3 separate regions of the Mus musculus genome follow, and regions 1 and 2 are each linked to region 3. The links are chromatin contacts, called in public Micro-C and promoter capture Hi-C maps. All regions are on one chromosome and are shown on one strand. Each heading gives the region's core, a stretch centred on a gene start, on an enhancer-like site or on the middle of the called end of the contact. The rest is flanking DNA. Distances are from core to core; before and after follow the strand shown.

Region 1 (4,242 bases), core at 622-3,121, 79 kb after region 3:
TCTCTCTTTGTGTAGCCCTGGCTTTCCTGGCACTCAGTAGACCAGCCTGGCCTCAGACTCAGAGATCTATGTAGTGAGGATTTGGGTTTCTTTAAAAATATAAAAATATTACAAGAATGTGTTCTCATTTTAATCCCAGATGTGGAATGTGAGGCTGCTTCAGATTGTCCACAGCAGCTGACTATGATTTACCTCGTGCTCCAGCAGGAGCGTGATTTTGCCAGCGACAGACAGTTTCTGTGAGTGTGTGACATTTGGAATTCTGGGGACTTGGTTGCTTGCTGTTTGCTAAGTAGTAACGCACGAAGAAGAAACAGCAACAACAGGAAATTAGATATCCTGACAGCAAAGACCAAACTTGCTCCAAGGAACTCATAGCCCCTAATCAGCAGGAAGTACTCTGAGGATAATGTCGCCCCTTCCCCCTCTATCCTTTTGTTTTTTTCTCTCCTATCTAGCATTAAGGGGTTAAAAGGGTGGAATAAAGAAGAACTCACTAGGTAGCCAGATCCAGCTACAGATCTGCCTTGCCTTTGCCTCTGGAGTGCTGGAATTAAAGATGTGTGCCTCAATGCCCAGCTATAGGCTATCTTCTTAACGGTCTTATTTTAAAAGGTATTCTGTAAATATTGGGAAGGTTTAAATGGAAAAGGAAAGTTGTACATGATGTCATGAGAACTCTAAAAATGTTCTTAAAATGTCATTATTTATATGTATTTTCCCTTCATATAAAGACCGAATTTAAAACCATCAGTTTGATAGTTTTTTTTTTTAATTAAAGCTGAAGTAAATAAAGGTCTGTAAAAATGAGTCTGAACTCCTTAGAAAATAAGCCTGTTTTACAGCCTCTACAATTTTTGAACTTTTTGTTGCTAGTTTGAAAATCTTTGTAACCTTAGCAATGACATCTGAGGTTCTTCCTAAATTTTAGAGACTACAGTTTCCTGTGTGCAACACCTTCCAGGTTTTTGCAGCTTTCAAATATTTGTACATTCTTATATGCCCCCACTAAGCCCCTATTAGTCATCCCTATTTAGGTCCTTTACCCCCTCCTCCTAAACCAATGGGCATGTAGCCAGGGGCCTAGCTACTCAGCTAGTGAGAATGGTACCCTCATCTGTAATTAAAATTCCGCCCTTTCTGTCACTTCCAAGGAGTTAGTGTAATAAATGGCAGATGGCAGCGAATCAATTGGTTTTCATTTCTGCATCCCATAAAGAAAGGCATGTGGTAATTGACCAGTGGCTAGGAGTAAACCAGATGGTTTCAAGATGCCAGTGGCATAATTATAATATATACTACATACATATTTTTATTCTGTTGTGCAGTAGGAATTTCTCTCCAATTCTAAGCAATCACAGAATCATAGGGTTAGCAGTGAGAGCCTGAGAAGAGGTTAACACATCATGTATGTAGTGAACAACCTAGCCATCAGGAAGAAAACCCTTGTTTAAACAACTCAGAGGTTGCTTCTTTAGTGAGTTTCAAGTTTCATGTTTCCTAAGGTTCTTCTGATGGGTGCTTAGTCAGGTTAAATATGTCAGCAAGATGAAATGTGTGAGGGTTTTGTTGCTATGAAGAGACACCACCAAAAAGCAAGTTGGGGAACAAAAGGTTTATTTGGCTTACACTTCCATATCATAATTAATTATTGGAGAAAGTCGGGACAGGAACTCAAGCAGGGCTGGAACCTGGAGGCAGGAGCTGATGCAGCGGACATGGAGGGTGCTGCTTACTGGCTTGCTTCCCCTGACTTGCTCAGCTCGCTTTCTAAAGAGACAGGGAGGCCAGGCTTGCCTGTAACCCAGGGCTTGGGCAGCAGAAGCTGGAGGATTCCAAGTGTAAGAGCTCGGACTATATAATATGACTCTGTCTCAAAAACCAAAGAAGGCGACTAGCCAGATGACTCAAAGGGTAAAGGCACTTGCTACACAGCTTGATGACCTCAGTTTAATCCTGGGAACCCAAAGGCAGAAGGAGAGAACCAACTTCCACAACTCCACGTACACACACACACACACACACACACACACACTAAGCAATATAGAAGTGATTTTTTTAAAGTCAGAGATGATTTTTTTACAACTAATTTGATACCTAAATGAAAGAAGATAATAATCACAACTGAGGGGTCCAAATTAATGGGCTAAAAGAGCAAGCGGAAAATATTCCATAGCACAGAACAAAGATTAAAGCAAGAGACTGGAGCGAAGTCTAAGAGGTATAGCAGACTGTGTTGCCGGATCTGCATAGGCAAAGGGCTCAGATAAAGGAAAAGAAACAAACTTGCAATGGAGGAAAGTTCTTGGATGGAGAAATCCCAGACACTGTGCTGAATGGCTCATTCAGGAAAATTCATTCCAGACTGAACACACAAGCCAGCAAGTTCCTGATAAGACTTGAAACTCTTTGTGTGGGTGTGAGATAAGGGGTCACAAGCCAGTACACAGGAATTGGATTCCAGAGGCTGGAAAGAAGTCTCAGCAATTAAAGAGCACTGGCTATTTTTGCAGAGAACAAGGGTTAGGTTCCCACCCTGCAAACAACTAATGACCATCCCCCAGTTCTAGAAGATAAGACACCCCCTTTTGGCCTCCTCAGATACTTCCTGTATGTGGTGTATATACATGCAGGCAAGACACACACACACATACACACACAAATAAATGAATCTTGTTTAAAAAACAAACAGAATCTGTTCTCCAGAAGTTAAGGCAATAATATTCACAGACTTCTCATAGAAACAGACTCCAGCTCATGAAATTCATGACCAGTTGAAACTTCAGTTATCAGGGAGAAAGAAATCTATTTGCAGATATGTCAGAAGTGGGAGAAAAATGCCTATATATTTCACCTGAAGAAAATGTGTAAGAGGAGATTCAACCAACAAACAAGACAAACCATTGCAGAGCTAGAAAGACAAGACAGGAGGACATGGTATGGAGCAAAGAAACTTGAGATAGAAGTACACAGGTAAAGATGTAAATCGTGGTTCCTTCAGGTCTGAGCCGGTGCCCTGAGCAGACCTTGGATGCTAGCTCTGCACCCAGTCCCACAACACCCAGAGGAAGCTGGACTCCCAGGAGCTCTAATGCCTCCAGGATCATAGGTGAGGAGGCCACAACATCTGCCCCAACACCAGGAGTAACTGGGACCCCCAGGGATCCAGGGACACAGGAACCCTGCCCAGTCAGTGGCACAGGTTCCTTCTGGTCTGAGCCAGTGCCCTGAGCAGACCTTGGATGCTAGCTTTGCATCAAGTCCCACAACACCCAGAGGAAGGTCATAGGATCATAGGATCATAGGATCACAGGAGCTTGATCTCACCAGGATTTCAGAATCCCAGAGGCAATTTGACTCCCATGAACTCTTACACCAGATCTCAGGATCATAGCGACAGCTGGACTCTGAGGAGTTCTGACACAAACAAGATAACAGGAGGGACAGGCTCCAGTCAGAGACAGTGAGTGCAGGTAGCACTAGAGATAACCAGATGGTGAGAGGCAAGCACAACATAAACAACAGAAACCAAGATTACTTGGCATCATCAGATCCAGTTCTCCCACCATGGCAAGTCCTGGATACCCCACCACCCCAGAAAAGCAAGATTCAGATTTAAAATCGCTTCTAATGACAATGATAGAGGACTTGAAGAAAGACATAAATAACTCCCTTAAAGAAATACAGGAGAACACAGGTAAACATGTAGAAGCCCTTAAAGAGGAAACACAAAAATTCCTTAAAGAATTATAAGAAAACACAACCAAACAGGTGAAACAGAGCTAAACAAAGAATTCTCAACTGAGGAATATCGAATGGCTGAGAAGCACCTAAAGAAATGTTCAACATCCTTAGTCATCAGGGAAATGCAAATCAAAACAACCCTGAGATTCCACCTCACACCAGTCAGAATGGCTAAGACCAAAAACTCCGGTGACAGCAGATGCTGGTGAGTGTGTGGAGAAACATTCCTCCATTGTTGATGGGATTGCAAGCTGGTACAACCACTCTGGAAATCAGTCTGGCAGTTCCTCAGAAAATTGGACATAGTATTACATCAGGAGCCAGCTATACCACTCCTGGGCATATACCCAAAAGATGCTCCAACATAAAACAAGGACACATGCTCCACTATGTTCATAGCAGCCTTATTTTTAATAGTCAGAAGCTGGAAACAACCCAGATGTCCTTCAACAAAGGAATGGATGCAGACAATGTGGTACATTTACACAATGGAGCACT
Region 2 (4,064 bases), core at 780-3,279, 100 kb after region 3:
GACAACCCAGGGTGTGTGTATTCAGAACCCAGCAGTTAAGCTTGAGTGGACCGAGGGTTGGAAAGCCAGCCTGCTCGCCCCAATTGTGAGAGCTCAGGCTTAGAATTGCACAGGGGCCTCACTGTGAGCTTAGGGGGGTGGTTTGCTTGTTTTATTATGAAAGTGGCGTTCTTAAGTCTGTGCTGATGGTGGGGAGACCGGAGGCAAAAAAAACCTGTTAGGAAACTATTAAAATGATCCAGCCCAAGGTAATTAAAACTTAACAAGGGCAGCAGTGTGGGAATGCAGAGAAGAGTCTCCAGAAACACCTCTTAGGTAAATATGGTAGATCCAGGTGGGAGATGAAAATTGGTGCGCAGTAATTGAGGGGCTGCGGGATAACTCAATGGAAAAAGGACAATGGGGTGAGGGAGAAGGGGGGGGCAAGCTGGAAAAGGGAGTCCGATATAGAAGAGCAGTGAGAGTAACTGGTTATTGTTTTCTGGGGGAGTCTGAGGTAAGAGAACAGGCAACGGAGATCAGAGGGGAAATTCTTAATGGGGAGCGACAGACTCAAGATCCAGCTTTGGACACTGAAGTGAGAGTGATGGAGAAAGACTGTGCCAGAAACGTGACTGTGCGTGCATACACGTGGAGTGCAGAGCACTGATGGTAGTTGTCTCCCTCAATTATGCTCCACAGTGATTCTGAGACAGACACTCCCACTGCACCTAAAGCTTACCAATGTAAACTGGCCGTCCAGCAAACCCCAGAAATCTGCCTGTCCCCTTCGCTGCCTCCAGCCTTGAGATTACAGGCAGAGGCTTTTGTTGGGGAACCCCAGCAGGTCCTCACGCTTCCAGAGTGATTGCTCTACCACATGAGGCATTGTTCCAACATCCCTGTCCTGGGCTTTTAAACTGAGTAACCCCAAAAGTGGAGAATCAAAGGGGGCCTCCCCAATGACAGCATCTAACTGCACAGAACAGAAACTCACATTTTGCTCAGTGTCTCACATTCAGGACAAGATGTGAGAAACACGCATTGTCCTGAATAAAACGTTTGCTTCATTTCTTTCCCCATATTTTCCTCTCCAATGAAGTATTTTCCTGTGAAAAGAAGCCTTTGGGTGAAATAGTGAGGGAGGGGTTAAAAAATTTTAAAGCCAATCCTCCTTACCATGTGTGATCTGAACCCTGAAGTCCTACTCGGTTCCCCCTCCCCTCCTGTCCCTAAAATATGTGGTCAAAATGTGGTGTTTGAAATGCAAGCCTTTAATCCCAGCCCTCCAGCGGCAGAGGCAGTCGAACTCTGTGAGTTCGAGGCCAGCCTGGTCTCCAAAGTGAATTCCAGGCCAGCCAGGGCTGTTACACAGAGAAACCTTGTCACGGGAAAACACATGCACACACACACAGACACACAGACACACACACACGCATTCCTATTATAAGCAACATTCTTGTCTTTCTAAAATAAACACAAGCTCAATGTAAAGAATCAAAAAATGCCCAAATAAAAAATGAAGAATGAGGAAAAAGAAGAGATGAGAGGGAAAGGCGGGGAGTAAGAAAAAGAAGAGGGAAGGAGAAATGCAAAAGGCCAAGGGAAAGCTAATGGATAACCTCCCCCCGTATCAAAACAAAACAAAAACAAAGCAAAACAAAACAAACAAACAAACAAACAAACAAACAAACAAAAAACCAGAAACCGGGATCTGAGACTGAGGAACCAGGCACAGGACCTGCTCCGGAGGTCTGAGCATCCTCGGGCTACAGGGCTCCTCAGACCGGCGCTGCAAGCGGCTCTTTGAGCACAGCAGCAGGAAGTCGCCCAGAGAACCGCTCAAACAGGAGTGGACGTCTTTGGAGGAGTGGAGGATGCGGGAGTAAAGGGACTCCGGAGTAGAGAGGCCTGCAGCCGAGCGCAGGGTCCGGTCGCGGCGCGGGGTGGCGCCAGAGGAGGGACGGCGGTCAGACAGAGGAGGAGGCGACCCGCAGGGCACCGCGCACACCGCACAGCCGCCACTCCGGCTGTCTACGAGGCGATGGGCGCGGTCCGCGTCCCTCCCGCCACCTTCCAAACCCGAGAGCCCACCAGAGACCGGAAGAGCACGCGCGTCCCAATCCCGGCCGCGGGCTCGGCGCATCTCTGCGGACGGGGACCCCGCAAGGTGAGCACAGTGCGCCCTTGAAGACCCCAGATTTTGTAGGACCTCCCTATGGACACAGACACCTCCAGTAAGAAATGGAGAGGGCAGGAGTCCCTTCTCCTATTCAAAACCTGAGCAGGATATTCAGAAATGATTTAAGAAGTCCAAAAAGTAGGGAAGAGCGCGTGGCCACGCATCAGGGATGGCGTTGATAATTTGGGAGGAAAAAGGGGAGGGGAGAGTGAACCCAGTGTGACTTCTCTATTTTATTGAATAAGCAACAAAGTGCTCAAAAAGGAGATCTCAGAACTATTTCCCACACTCGGGTGATTTCCAAGCGTGACCCCAAATCTACCCTGCAGGTGCAAGCTCACCCCGAGGGCAGGGTGGTGAGCTGACGTTCCCCCACCCCCTCTCTGAAGTCTGAGAAGAAAGTTTTACTACACCGCCTATGTTCTGTGTGGAGGCTTTGTTCCTGGGCACTGGAGGAGTGACCCAGGCTCCTGAGCATCCTTGGATCTGACCAGCAGCAGTTTCCAAGCGTGTTGTAGAGGCTTCCACTTAGAAAGTTGGGCATCACGTGCTACTTCCTTAATGCTTTCTGTTACCTGTTAACATTTCGAGATTAAACTGTGTAGGGAAGACGGTGTAGCCACTCTACCCATTTGTTTATTTTCTGGATGCATGAGAACTAGGTACCTCTGATAAACCTGTTTTCCCAGTGTATTCCTTAAACAAGCTGTGGAGGGAGATGCTAAGAGTGTGAATACTTCATTGAAAAAGAAGAGTTTTCAGATGGGAGTTTAAAACCACCATATTTGTTGGTGTGTTAATTAAGCAGCAAGGCCGCCAAAGAGGGTGGGGGAGAAACACCTTTTCTCCACCAATAGCTGGATTCTCCCAGGAGTTGGAACACCAGCCAGGCTTCCAAGTTTGTAGTTTTAACTGCTGCAGAAGGAACAAATGGGTGTATCCAGATAAATGAGGAGGGAATCACTTGTCTGGGGGCTGTAGACACTTTGACTCTGGGATATAAAGTGCCTTGGCAGGCTGGCTTGAGTTGGGACTCTCTCAGAAAGAGAGGGGGCTCCCTGGTCCCATTTTGTCTGTGTGATTCCCCTGCAGGACCACCACTGTATCTGGCATATTCTTTCTGCTTCTCTATCATTGCCCCCAGCTTTAGCTTCTCTCTGTTCCCTAGAGTTGGTCTGGTCAGAGGCAAAGCCTTTATGGAAACTTGGGAATAGAGAAGCCCAGTCTTGGGAAAACAGGAATGTCCTTCAGCAGAGACCAGGAGGGCAAATAGCTAAAAGCAACTTCTGTCCTAGAGAGTGGAAGAATGAGCAAAGGAATGAAGTTAACTAAAAAGAAGCGGCCTCAGACACACCATTTTGTTTTGATTTGTTTTGGTTTCTCAGGACCGGGTTTCTTTGTACAGCCTTGGCTATCCTGGAATTTGATCTGTAGATCAGGTAGCCTTGAACTCACAGAGATCCAGGTACCTCTACTTTCCAGGTGCTGGAATTAAAGGTGTGTGCTACTATGCTAGGCCTAAGGACTACACTGTTTCACGATGAGGGCTCCTCTATTACATTTTCTTGCTATTTGTCCATAAGGGCATTTGAAAGTTTTATTGGAAGAAATAGAGGCCCCTAAGAAGTGCCCTCTCTCCTCAGATTCACCGTTAAAAAAATACCCTTGTGCGTGCATGCATGTTTGTGTGTGATAGAGAGTGTATGTAGTGTGTGTGTGTGCATGCATGTACATGTGTGTATGTGTGTGAGTATTTGTGAGTATGTGTGTATGTGTGAGAGTGTGTGTTTCCATATGTCTATGTGTGTGCGCGCACATGTATGTATGTGTTTGTGTGTGAATGTGTGTGTATATATATGAGAGTGTGTGTGTATGTGTGTGTACAGGCACATGCAGACAGATG
Region 3 (4,033 bases), core at 1,078-3,577:
AGGTTACTACCTTAGACTTTCTGGCCAGAACCAGCCACTCCACAGAAGCCCACTTATGACTCTAAGGAACTTTCCAACAGCCTTAAGGAATGGCTCCAATACTTTGGCTTCTCAAAGATGTTGGGGTTTAATGGACAGCTTTGAATGGCACAAAGAAATGCTTCCCTAGAGGAAGTGCCCTTCATTTTTGACCTTGACGTCTGTAATCAAGCATACTCACTGTGAGGAGGTGACGGAATGGCTTTGAGCACCACAGAATAGACAGCCTTCCCACACTGGCAGATCCTTCTGCCTGTGTCCCTGGCGGGTCTACCCTCCTCTCCCTCACGCCTGTATTTCTCACTGAAAGGACAGAGCGGGGCTGCAGCAGCCAGGAAGGCTCTTCTGCAATGCGGCTCAGGGCTGTGTGAGACAAAGAGAGAGATTGCCACCTATTGACAGATATATCACCTGCAAAGAGACCGCTTATATAACCAGAGCCTCCTCCATCTCTGCTGTATGAAAGGCCCTCCAGGGGTTGCTGGGCCCTTTGCATTTTGCATCCTGTCAGTTCGGCACTGGCGTACCTTTCCACTGTCAATGAGACAGGGAAGAATGGGGACATGACAGTCCAAGGTGACAGTGACATCATTTCGCAGGGGAAACTGAAAATAAATCACCCCCTGTAGTGACAGTCGCTTCCTGTTACACAGCACATGGCGCGGCTCAGTTAATTCTCAAGACAATTCTAACCTTCAATGTTTTATGTCTGCACCCAAGGAAGGGGGTTGCAAGAGAATACTCGTGGCAGATAAAGAAGGGGGCTGGGTATGAGTGCTGCATATGGGATCTAAACGCCTTACACTTGCTATTGTAACATCCATATTCCCATTATAGTTTCCCTAACCTTAATGCATACGGATGTAAGAATCAACCAAACATAAAGGAATCATTTGCCTTTGGTTGGAGGAACATCCAACTCTATCGCTTTTTGTTACTGGGCCTCTCAAGTCAGCTTTCCTACCTGTAAAAGAGGGATAATATGACTCTGGAATTAGGAACATATAGAGCGCTTAAGTAGCACCAACCATAGTAGGTCACTTTGAGGGAAGCCAGGTGTTTACAAATGGATTCTTAGTTACCCGTGGGCTGAATAGAGGTTTCTCTCTCTCTCTCTCTCTCTCTCTCTCTCTCTTTTTAGTTTGGGGAACTTAGGCAAATTATTTGACCTTTTGGGGCCTCAAATTGCTCGTTTGTAAAATGGAGCTAATAATCATATGCATGCTCTTCTCAGGTTAGCCATGCAGTAAGGTGAAATGCTGTGTGTGAAAACATTCACGTTTTTAATTGCACTCTTCAAGTACTAGTTGTTAGGGTGAAAGAAAAAGGTGTTCTCCTCCAAACATAACGTCAGTGAGCTACCTGTGCAAATGACTTGGGTTGAATTCAGATTCCACATAATAGTGTTTATTAGGAATATTTACCACAGTAGGAGAGAAGAGGGGGTAGCTCATTGGGTAAAAACACTTGTAGCCAGGCCAGAGGGCCAGAGGTCAATCTCTGGAACTCACCCGATGGAAAGAGAACCCCCCCCACACACACACACACACCCAAAAAGCCATCCTCTGACCTCCACAAACTTGCCCTGACTGGTGTGCCCCTCCCACACACCAATAACTAAACAATAAACATGCACATGAGACAAGATGAGGCTCTGAACTCGGCAGGATCTTCTGCAAGCAGCCCTGTAAGGTGTCCCCTTGATCATGCTCGCCCCCTCCCCCACCCACCATTTTCTCCTGCCCCACAGACGAGGAGATGTGTAGTTTAAAGGATCAGAGGGACTAGTTAAGTACACACTGGGAACATTTGAGTTTTTCCTTGAATGCAGACATATGCCAAAGCTCACTGATTTGTGCATTTGTGTATCTTCAGCTCCTGTGATAGGCCCAGGGGTTAAAGTGTTCAGCTCAGGGAAGTTGAAGAGGCCACTGGAATTGTCTTTTATAACAATCAGCACTGTCTTTTTCTATTCCCTTCTGGCTCTGCTTTTTGCTCGGAGACACAGCTCCCACAAGAGGGAGAGCCCTGTCTGTCTGAAGAGTTTGCTCAATTTTATTCCCCCTCTCTGTTTAGGAAACAAAGATCTAAATCCATCCTCCACCCTTCTGGGAATTACTTCCTCTTTTCTTCACTGTCTGCCAGCTTTTTTGAATTCTCCTTAGCAACATTTTAAAAAAAAAAATTAGTTTAGCAACAGCATTTAAGCCAATGAGATCTGAGCATGCAAATGAGTTCTAGACCAATGAGAGCTCTGCATGGCAGGCAAGGGGGCTTATGGGAGACAAGAATAACCTGGAGTTTGCAGAGCAGCCTCCAAGTGGCAGCAGAGCAGCTATTATGGACCCATCACCTCTCAAGCCTCTACTTTGTTTCCGTGTGTGTGTGTGTGTGTGTGTGTGTGTGTGTGTGTGTGTGTGTGTGTGTGTGTGTGTGTCTGGTTCCCCCGTTTAAAACATTTACTGTTACAGTAAGCCTTGTAGGTATGAGTTCTTTAGATACACTGTAGGCAAGGGCTGGAAATGTGGACTTTGCTGTTACCCAAGTCATTCGTAGGCCTCTTCTGTCTTTGTTGTTTTGTAACCAGCTCCAGCCCAGTCGTCTAAGGCCTGGAAGCCTTGGGTGATTCAGCCAGCCCAGCCTGGCGGAACAGAGGCCCCGGGGGAATCCCTGTCTTTGTTTATCCACCACTACCACAGAGCTGGGGGGTGAATGTCGTGGGAGTAAAGGAATGTACCACCAACAAACTGGTCCTATCACAATCCACATGTGGCATACAGACCTTCCTCTCCCTGCAGTTCTGTAACATCTGTCTGAACAGGAAACCTGACCAGCAAGAAGCTTGGGGGCCATACTCTTTTTGGAGTGGGTTTGGTCCTCTTCATCTTGTAGCCTGGGTACACACAGAGAGTGGCTGGATATCATAGCATATCCACATGGTGACCATCCTTCGGTCCTTTCAGATGGTATTGCAGTAAATACCTTGGTGTTAAGATGTCTGGATGTGTCTCCAGTGTTTCCATTTCTTCCTAGCTTAGACTTCTCATCCTTAAAGAGACAGTTAAGGTGTGGAATCTTCAGAAAGGGCCATCTGATTCTCCCATACACCCCTGCTCCCCAGAGCACCCACTGTGGCCCTTCCGTATATGTGTTCCTCCCTGAGAGTCACAGAGTTCATGAGATCAAAGATTGCCCTGTGTAGCTCTAGCCCTTAGCATAGTGCTGGCTTTATCACAAATGCTCAAACCGTATTTTTTTTTAATGAGGAAGGATGCAAGAAAGTCACTCTTCACAGGGGAACAATCTTCAGTGCCTGTACCTGAGCCAGAACAATGCCTGTGAGTCTGATGCTAAAAGATAACTTTTGGCACACGGAAGCCCCAAGCCTGAAAGGTCATTACCACCAATGTTTCATCCTGTGATGGGCTCATCTCAGTAACGTGGCATCCTTTATGATCTGTGTTTTAGGAGGAACCTAGAAGCAAATCCAAGATCTGCGCCAATGTGTTTTGTGGAGCTGGCAGGGAATGTGCCGTCACAGAGAAGGGGGAGCCCACGTGCCTCTGCATTGAGGTGAGTCCTGGTGTCAGGCATGGGGGGTGCTGACTGTTTAGGGGGTCCTTGAGAACTTGCTCAGTAGGAGATGCGCTTGCTGCCATCACAGCCTCAGGACCTACACAGATGACTGGCATGGCAGCAGGAGGCACTGACCGCAGTGCTGGGCGAGAGGAGGCAAATCCATGGAGTTCACTGACTAACCATTCCAGCCAAATCATGAGCTCCAGGCATAGTGATAACTCTATCTCAGAAAGTTATACTGAAAACAACCAAGGACAACACAATATGGATCTTTGGCCTCAATACATACATGAACACCAAAAAAGAAAGAAAAAGAAAAAAAAAGAAAAAAAAATGATGTTAACAAGAAAATAGAACCAGTCTGGTTGTCCATCAGCATATGAACAGATGATGGAAATGTGGGACATATAGACAA

The links. A called contact is a pair of places that touch in the nucleus more often than the background predicts. Capture Hi-C pulls out chosen DNA fragments and counts their contacts.
Region 1: a contact with region 3 is called in a promoter capture Hi-C map of adipose tissue. The contact joins two enhancer-like sites. A contact is called at or near these places in 4 of 484 Hi-C or Micro-C datasets (Th2 cells, group 2 innate lymphoid cells, olfactory sensory neurons and 1 more), 2 of 115 datasets of contacts at active chromatin or transcription factors (embryonic stem cells and heart atrium) and 4 of 9 other capture datasets (adipose tissue, embryonic stem cells, liver and 1 more).
Region 2: a Micro-C map of trophoblast stem cells shows a contact between it and region 3, with 4 times the contacts expected there. The contact joins the promoter of Gpr156 here to the enhancer-like site in region 3. A contact is called at or near these places in 8 of 39 promoter capture datasets (the HPC-7 cell line, embryonic stem cells, hematopoietic stem and progenitor cells and 4 more), 6 of 484 Hi-C or Micro-C datasets (Th2 cells, embryonic stem cells, nephron progenitors and 3 more), 2 of 115 datasets of contacts at active chromatin or transcription factors (both in embryonic stem cells) and 4 of 9 other capture datasets (adipose tissue, liver, macrophages and 1 more).

What each region holds. Positions count from the first base shown.
Region 1 is chr16:37,891,745-37,895,986 of GRCm38.p6, forward strand. No RefSeq gene overlaps it. Among named protein-coding and RNA genes, the nearest start is that of Gpr156, 23 kb to the right of the region's middle. RefSeq lists an enhancer at 400-3,474. Within about 2 kb of position 1,872, at least 30 of the 459 cell types and tissues checked have an H3K27ac peak or open chromatin away from gene starts, as enhancers often do. A contact at or near this core is called in adipose tissue and heart atrium, where this site is marked.
Region 2 is chr16:37,914,467-37,918,530 of GRCm38.p6, forward strand. It overlaps Gpr156 (G protein-coupled receptor 156), which reads left to right and starts at 2,030. Exons shown (of 10, transcript NM_153394.2): 1 at 2,030-2,149.
Region 3 is chr16:37,812,199-37,816,231 of GRCm38.p6, forward strand. It overlaps Fstl1 (follistatin-like 1), which reads left to right. Exons shown (of 11, transcript NM_008047.5): 3 at 3,508-3,612. Among named protein-coding and RNA genes, the nearest start is that of Gm41452, 35 kb to the right of the region's middle. Within about 2 kb of position 2,328, at least 176 of the 459 cell types and tissues checked have an H3K27ac peak or open chromatin away from gene starts, as enhancers often do. A contact at or near this core is called in adipose tissue, heart atrium, macrophages and 3 more, where this site is marked.